Regions from separate parts of the Hordeum vulgare genome. Here region 2 is linked to region 1. The links are chromatin contacts, called in public Hi-C maps. All regions are on one chromosome and are shown on one strand. Each heading gives the region's core, a stretch centred on a gene start, on an enhancer-like site or on the middle of the called end of the contact. The rest is flanking DNA. Distances are from core to core; before and after follow the strand shown. Region 1 holds the start of LOC123432479. Region 2 holds the start of LOC123432495 (myosin-8-like).

Region 1 (4,564 bases), core at 1,143-3,642:
GGCAGCACAAGAGGATTGGAAGGTTCATCATATGGATGTTAAATCCGCTTTCCTCAACGGCGATCTCACAGAAGAAGTGTACGTGGAACAACCCCTCGGCTACGAGAAGAAAGGCGAAGAAGGGAAAGTTTACAAGATCAAGAAGGCACTTTATGGGTTGAAGCAAGCGCCAAGAGCTTGGAACTCAAAGTTAGACCGAAGTCTGGTCTCGCTCGGGTTCAAGAGATGTCCCCTCGAGCACGCAGTCTATACAAAGAACTCCAAAGGCTCAAACCTGCTAGTTGGAGTTTATGTCGACGATCTGATTATCACCGGAGATAGCGTACAAGAAATTGAACGTTTCAAGGCGCAAATGAAGAACAAGTTTAGCATGAGTGATCTGGGATTACTCGGCTATTACTTGGGCATCGAAGTGAAGCAAAGCTCCCGAGAGATTTCCTTATGTCAATCGGCTTACGCGGTCAAGTTATTGTACAAGTGTGGCATGTCAGATTGCTACGCGACACAAGTTCCAATGGACCAACATCACAAGTTGAGCAAGCGTAGCTCAAATCCGCCGGTGGACACCACAATGTATCGAAGTTTTGTGGGTAGCCTAAGATACTTGGTGCATACCCGACCTGACTTGGCTTATTCAGTCGGGATCGTGAGTCGTTTCATGGAGAATCCCACAACCGAGCACATGGGCGCGGTCAATCAAATCTTGAGCTATGTGAAAGGCACCATTAATATTGGTTGCACGTACAGAAAGGGAAAGGAAGGATTGATCCTTCGTGGATATTCAGATAGTGACATGGCAGGTGATGTTGATGACCGAAAGAGCACAACGGGCATGGTTTTCTACCTTGGCCCGAATCCGATTAGCTCGAATTCTGAGAAGCAAAAGGTGGTGGCATTGTCTTCATGCGAGGCAGAATACATAGCGGCAAGCACGGCGGCTTGTCAAGCAGTGTGGCTGAGAAGACTACTAGCTATTCTTGCAAAGCGGGAGGTGCAGAAGGTGTCATTGAAGATCGATAACCAAGCTGCAATCTCGTTGTGTAAAAGTCCGGTTCATCACGAAAGGAGCAAGCACATAGATACCCGGTTCCACCATATCCGGGAGTGCATTGAAGAAGGGTTGATCGAGGTTCAACATGTGAACACGAAAGACCAACTTGCCGATATTTTCACCAAGTCCCTCGGTCGACAGAACTTCATCGAGATGAGGAGGAAAGTCGGAGTGCAAGAAGTGAAGTCAAGCAACAAGATTAAAGAGGTGAATGTAGAAGTTAATCGTGTTGTTTTTTTAGGATTAGGAAAGAAAGCCAAACCGAGTCCTAGTAGTATTAGGATTCCTAGTCCTAGTCTATTCCCATAGTCCCTTGTGGACTTGTATAAAAGACACCCTAGGGGTGTTGATTGTAAGACCAGAAAAACGAAAAGCAATACAAAGCAAAGGCTCGATACGGGCTTTTAGCCATCAAATCCATCGATCAGGTTTATTCGTGTCGCTAGTTACGCAAGTTCCGTCAAGTAGCCGGCCGAAGCAAGAATCGCGTAGGCACGCCTGTACAGCTGCATACGCACGTTCAAAAGCCAACAGCAAGGGGCGCCGACGCGCGGAAGGGAGTGGCCGCCGCCCGCGGGGGCTGGTTGGAGCTCGCCCGCGGAGTCGCGAGAGCGAGAGCGGGGCTGCGTCATCCATGTAATGTCCAAGGCCACAATCTGAACTATAGCAAACTTAATTAATTCAGATCAAAACGGCTGCAGCCTTCATGTGACATATCGACTGTGACATATATAGGTATGCCTAGCCCAACGGTCAATTTTCAAAATGCTGATTGGAACAACCACTTTTTATCTTTTATCAACTCGTGTCGTGACTTTAATAGTCGAGCTCAACAACGATGAATTTGCGTCGTTAATTTGTTGAAAGTGTTGTCAGCCTACTATCGTATTTGGTTCTAATTGGCGATGCTTCGCAACTTGAATGAAAATCCTTATCCAAAACATTTCCAGCCGGACTTGGTTATGGTGGCTGTAGATGCTTTTAGTTCTTGTAATGGTTTGGTCGTAGTTAAATACTTCATCCAGCAACGTCACCGTAAGATCACGGTCGAACATGGAAGCATCTAGTGCACCGTGCTAAAACGCTGGTGCACCAAACTCCGTCTAAAAGTTTCAGAAAATATGACAGTGATGTGTCACAAAATTTGAACACAAAATTCGTAGACATCGCGTGGGTAGGTGCTCGCAGTCGTACAAAATTCTGGAATCTAAAAAGATTGCCCTGAAAAAAAATGCTTGGAGCTGCTTTGACTAGCCATAGACCGAACACGTATTACCGGCAACGGCTTCCAAGCAACTACACCAGCTAGCTATTCTCTGCCTATAAATTGAGCCCCTCACCACGTACCAGTACCACTCACCAAGGCACCCAGACGAGATGAAGATATCCATCGCAGCAGCCGCTGTCCTCCTCCTGGCCCTGGCAGCCACGGCTAGCGCGGTCACGTTCGACGTGACGAACGAGGCGTCGAGCACAGCCGGCGGCCAGCGATTCGACAGGGAGTACGGCGCCGCCTACGCCAAGCAAGTGCTCTCGGATGCTTCCTCCTTCACCTGGGGCATCTTCAACCAGCCGGACCCCTCAGACCGCAGGCCCGCCGATGGCGACACCGTCACCCTCGCCGTCCGCGACACGAACGGCATCGCCTCCACCAGCGGCAGCACCATCGAGCTCAGCGCCCGCTCCGTCGGCGGTATTACCGGCGACAACCTCAAGGAGCAGGTGGACGGGGTGCTGTACCACGAGGTGGTGCACGTGTGGCAGTGGGGGCTGCAGGACTACCACGAGCACCACGGGATCTTCGAGGGGATCGCGGACTACGTGCGGCTCAAGGCCGGGTACGTAGCGGCGAACTGGGTGAAGGAGGGCGGCGGCAGCCGGTGGGACGAGGGATACGACGTGACGGCCAGGTTCCTGGACTACTGCGACTCGCGCAAGCCCGGGTTCGTGGCGGAGATGAACGGCAAGCTCAAGGACGGCTACAACGACGACTACTTCGTGCAGATCCTCGGGACGAGCGCGGACCAGCTGTGGAACGACTACAAGGCCAAGTACTCCCAGGGCTGATCCGTTTCATGTTGCATCGCATGCATGTGTACCGGTCTACGTCTATGTACTGATATACTAGTAGTATACTTGTATTACTACACGGTTGATGTACTGCCTGGAATGGAATAAATCAACGTTCGCAAGGTTGAGCAGAAAATGGTGTCAGAGAGAAGAATCCTTGACTGGGGGAGACTTGTGTGAAATCTCACATTAGGTGATAATCGATTCTTTTATAGAAAAAATACATGTCCGAACATTCTCAAATAAAAAATTATGGACACATCAATGATTGATGTACAACCTAAAAAATTTCAGCTCCTAATTCGACAAATATTAATAAAAACAGAAAAGACAATCACATGTGAATGGTGTCAAAGTACTATTCACCCCAAAACAGTCACTATTCGCATTAGAATTTGTCTTTTATGAATCTTCAAATGTACATCGTGTTTTGAACTGATCTTTTTTCGGAGTTGTAGACATGGCCCACAGGGATGTTGTCAAAATAATTTTAGATTTTTTCAACACGCATGAACATCAATTTTTGAGGTTCATCTCATAATCTCACATAATGTGAGAACTCAATCAACTCATACAAGTCTTCCCTTGTCTAGATATGTTGCATCGAAAGTGGTTATTGTATCATGCACGGGGTATCCATCGTCCGCCGCCGTTGTGAGATTTGTGCCATATATTTTCATTGTTTGTTAGAATAAAACTGAGGCTATCCGTCGATCATCCGAGGACCAAGCAATTATATGAGCACGACATCGAGATTTGTTAACGAGGTTCATCAATATGGCTACATCCCGGCGCATGACTACGTGCGCTCCTTCCCGTGACACCGTCACAATACCGCACCCTGGCCGTCCTGCGCGCCGGCACACGCCGCCGGTTCCCCTGCACGCATGTGTTATTATGTTGGCATAGGTTACATCGTGTGCCTATCCCGCTATATATGAGAGGCCTAGGATACAAGTGTCCTATTAGGACACGACTCCATATCATGTCTAAACACAATACTACTACAAGTCCAACTCTAACCTACCTTGTACACAATATTTGACACGACTCTAACAGTTTGCAAAATTTATCATCTTTCAAAGCATTACTTCCTATGTATTAAAATACAAGACATTTTTTTTACATTATCACATGGTATTTCATTATTTTTCTTGTTTAACAAAAGATATCATAATGATTCAATGCGTATCAGCAATGCACTCGGAAACAAATGCACTCTTAGTTGTTAGTACACAGCAAAACTTTATGCTAGAAACAAGAAAAACGACCCAATAAACTAGATTTAACATCACTAAACAAATATATTTTTGTCAGAGACTAAAAACATGGCGCAAATCTCAAAATTATGGCAAACGGTGGATACATGCATAGAATAGTAGAACATCATTTCTCATGTTGCATTCACAACTTATTTTTGAAAAATCATTTCATTAGTGCGGC
Region 2 (4,550 bases), core at 201-2,700, 920 kb before region 1:
GTTTATAGGGCTCATCTCAAAAATTTCAGATTTCCATTATATTAGGCTCATTTTGAGTCTAATTGAATTAAAGTGCTTTGAGTCCCACGTCATATTTAATTCATAGAGTTTAGAGAAAGGAGATGGTGGCTATGCTTGCATCGTTTTTTACATCCATCATGCAAGTCCAATGAGAAGGAGGATGCTACATTTATTGCCTTGGAAATTGAATATGTGAGAAATGTTTCATTGGCTAGTTAAAACTAGTGTCATCCACTCACAATTCACCTTGGTTGATGAGATTTCAGATTTGAGCCCTATAAACCGGAAAGGAGGGAGTAAGACTTAACTAGTCAACTGCCCAAAGTGGAGTAGAAACCAGCTACGGGGATTTGTCGCTTGTTGAGGTTGACGAAATGCCAGTTCTTTGTGGCTGATGCGCATTGTTTCATGTTTTTGGCACTCGTAGTTTGGGTTAAGGTGGAGTAGTTGTGAGGCCAATTGAGATGCATGTAAAAGCATCCTTGAGCTGGCAGCCGAGGCCTGGGAATATGTTAGCTAGGACCAGTGTGTGTGGGATGTGTGCCAGGTACAATGTGGTGATGTTCGAGCTCACTTGGGCAAGGGAAGAAGTGATGCGCCAAATCTTCAATGCATTTGACAAACTGAGGGATACGGAGATGTTACCCAATTGTTAAATACTGTATGTGTTTGCAGGGGGGGCAACACCAACATGGGCGAAGCTTAGCCATCAGTAATCAGTTACCGACTGGATCGAACTAAAGCAAGAACTACTGCAATATGTGTCTGATTCAAGCATTTCAGTTCTACACTGAACCCACTCGCTCTGTTTTTAAGCTATTACAACCAACAAAAACCAGAAAATTCATACCAAACCAGAAGCTACTGTCATGGTCAGACCATCGTACGATGAAACATATGTATCAGAAAATGCACTATTGGTGCTTTTCTTCCTCTTGAAGCATACAAGCACGGTCATCGGATTGTTCAGACCACCGTGGAACCCCGATCCCGGGACTGATCCAGATCGGGGCTCGAATTCGCTGATCGCCGCTCGCACGGAACAGAAGCAACGTACCATGTGCCCCGCCGAAATCCTCGTCAATACCGCCGCTCGATCATGCGGTCACGGTCGCCGTCGCCGTCGCCGTCGCCGCTGGATCACCGCCCTGCCGCCAATGACGTCGTCGTTGACGGAGGGCGGCGCAGCGGGGAGATGTGCGGGTGTGACGGTGGGGGCGGGAAGGGGCAGCAGAGAGCGAGGCGAGCTTTGGGAGAAGCGGGAGGCGGCGCGCTGGGAGGAGTAGGTGGCGCGGGGCGTGGACGGAGCACGGTGGAGGCGGCGAGCTTGGGTGTAGAGTCGTAGAGAAGAGACGACGACTGAGCCGTGACGGGCTCGGTTTTTTTTTCTTCTTCTTCGGTACGAGTAGCGTGCGGCGTACTGTCGAATGGAATGTAACCAATCAGAAGGGAGATCCTCCCCTAATTAACCTTTCGGCCCATGTCTCGACCTCTTCTTCGCTTCGCCTCACCAGTCGAGGGGGGCACGTGCGGCGGCGACCGAGCAGTCTAGTAGCAGTAGCACCCCGGCCGAGTTCGGTGTTTCGCACGTGTGCTTGTTCGGCGACAAGGGCATCTCCAATCTAGACCCACGAAAGACCCGCATACATTCCGGCGCAGCAACTTCTTTTTTTTTAAGAAAAAGATTGCGATTATATTAGTAATAAAACATCATCATCGTTACAATCAGATAGCATCAGCAATTCCAGATGCAGAGGTAGTTGGCCCAAATAGATCACTCTCTATCACTGATCTGAGAAAGCTTAGCTAGTTCACGAGCACACTTGTTGCCCTCTCTCCCTATCTTTCGAAAAACAATGTCTGATCTAGTCTGCAGCAGCTTCCTAATCACTGTATAATGCTTTCTTCAACCTATTAAAAGGGTTGCAGGTGATAGGATGTTTGAAATAACCGTCACGCAATTAGATTCAATGATGATCTTTTCATTTTCCAATGTCAGAAGAACCTTCAGCCCAGTGACATAAGCACAAGCATCAGCCTCTTCTACGCTCGCACAAGCAAGACGTTTTATGCTCTCAGCTCTTATCAGTCTGCCCATATAATCTTTTATAATGTACCCAACACTAGATTCTCTTCAACCCGGTGATTCAAATGATCCGCACTTCGTTTGCATAGAAACGAATCAAAAGCAAATCACCAACCTAATTTCAAAATGCTTCCATTCATTGTTTATCCGGACGCATTTCAGGCCCGCGTCTGGTTTACATCCACACGAATACGAGACGGATGTGTCGTGCGTCCGTTTGGTGTCCGTTATGGACCCACCTGTCGGCCACGCAACCATCAACAACGGTCGTAGTCAATGTGGCCATTCAACTCGGACCCGCATGGCAGCATGTGGAAACATCCGGATGGTCGTTTTTTTAAGTGCGAGCGTGCGAGATGCCGGCCTCATCCACTTTTCCTGGTCCACATCTGGCCACGCGTGCTCTCTAGTCAGTGACCACAAAACCCTAGCTCATCGTTCTTCCCCGTTAATATCTGACCGCGCGTGCTCGCTCGCCGGCCACCACAAAACTCTAGCTTGCCATGGAGTTCTTCAGCAAGGGCAAGCTCAAAACCGACACCACCTCTTCTCGTGTGCCACCCTCTCATATGCAGTCGCGTGTGCCCAGTGATAGTCAGCCGCCACGGGACATGTTGTATATCCCGGCTCACCAAGAGGTTGGCACTGTACTGCCAGCCGCTGACGTATCTGTGTGTCAACATCCCCACGGCTCGCATCTAGACCCGCACTGCATCCCTGTGCAGGCGGTGCCTCGGTTGTCGTGGGCACACATAGAGGAGGTGCGCATGTGTGGCGCCCTCCTCACGTCGGAGCAACGGCGTCACCCTACGTATGCATCAGACTCCCCTAACGATTGGCATATACCGAAGAACACTAACTGCGATTTTGGTCTGCCTCTTCTCACCCATACGGTTGTCTACCACAAGATACCTGCAAGACTCGCAATTGGGACAATAGTCCAAGTGTGCATACTCCTTCCTAAATAAGACACATCCTTTCTCACATGCATCTATCTTCTCAGAGGGCATCTTAAGTACACGAAGTATTTTGTCCGACTGGTACAGGTTTGCAGGCATGACATGGCCTTTGGGTAGGAAGCGTCCAAACAGTGTCATCATCGCGCCGTAGCATTCTCTTACCAAGTTGAACTGAGCCTTCAGAGCCATTACTTGTGCAATTGCATCCAGCTGACAAAGCTCAGTGTGCTCATGGAGAGGACGTTTTGAAGACTCCAACATTTCATAGAAGGCCTTTGCAGATTCCTCCATCTCATCTTTTGAATCCCGAGCATCATCGGAGTCTTGCACCATGTCTTCGATCTTGGTACCATGCTCGTCGGTGCGACGACGGACCACCTTAGTTGTGGTGCGTTGTATAGACACACGATGAAATGTCCACACCGTATAATTAGGCTTAAAACCCCTCATGTGCAGGTGTTTAATCATTACAGCCTCTCTCGTCTTTTTATAGTTGTCGCATCCAGGACAGGGGCAATAGTTTCTTTCCTGGCCATTTGCAAATGTGGCTTTCACAAATTCCTTGGTTTTTAGAAACCATTCTTTCGCCATCTCTTTCTGACTAGGGTGACCCGTATACATCCACGCACGATCACTCATCTTGCCTAGCTACTAAAGACACAAGAAATATATTTATATATAATTTAGCATATATATTCATCGGTCAATCAAGTTCGCCATTTTTATTACGTCCATGCAACCCACACGCTAATAGGTAAAGATAGGTCCTAATCCCACCCGACTATGTGTAGATTGGGTTCGTTTTCCCATGCTCTGCTTCGGATCCAACGCAAAATTTCGGCAGCACCTCCCTGTTGTTCTCCTGATACACGTCTCCGCAATAAACAGAGAGGATGTGTATCCGGAGAACAACAGGAAGGCACTGACGAAATTATGTATCAGATCTGGAACAAAGCATATGGAAAAACGAACCCAATCTACACATACTTGGGTTGTCCATGGATAACGCTGGACAATTAGAAAGAATCACGGTTATAAATATAAGCAAATACATGCATATTTATAACTGTAACCCTTTCGAACGGGAGACGCGTACTGGTCACGCATACTGATAAATTAATTTAATTACCTAAATCTAGCAAGTTTCATCCGAAAACCGACCCATGGTAAATGAAGGGGCGAGGAGGAGATGACATTTGTACGGACCCACGAATGCAAGGGCGGAGCTCGTACAACGCACGGGGCGGTCTTCGCACAATAGACCTCACAGCGACGAGACAACTGTCACATGTAAATCCACCCGATCAACACAAATATGCCAATTATGTCTAATTATGTCATTTTAGAGGAAAACAAGACAAGAATATAATATTCCTAAGCTAACCAAGGTTTTTATGCCATTTTGAGCTTATTATGTCATTTTGGAGGATAATTAGCTAACCAAGCTAAAAAATAAGAAGGAGGAGAGAAGAAGGAGAAGAAGG

The links. Hi-C and Micro-C count contacts between places; a contact is called where the count stands out from the background.
Region 2: a Hi-C map of leaf shows a contact between it and region 1, with 2.5 times the contacts expected there. The contact joins the promoter of LOC123432495 here to the promoter of LOC123432479 in region 1. A contact is called at or near these places in 2 of 6 Hi-C or Micro-C datasets (leaf and seedling).

Annotation. Positions count from the first base shown.
Region 1 is chr1H:304,979,359-304,983,922 of MorexV3_pseudomolecules_assembly, reverse strand. LOC123432479 reads left to right here and starts at 2,392. Exons shown (of 1, transcript XM_045115394.1): 1 at 2,392-3,257. The coding sequence starts at 2,429. The coding sequence ends at 3,118.
Region 2 is chr1H:305,895,247-305,899,796 of MorexV3_pseudomolecules_assembly, reverse strand. It overlaps LOC123432495 (myosin-8-like), which reads right to left and starts at 1,450. Exons shown (of 39, transcript XM_045115395.1): 1 at 1,079-1,450. The coding sequence starts at 1,081.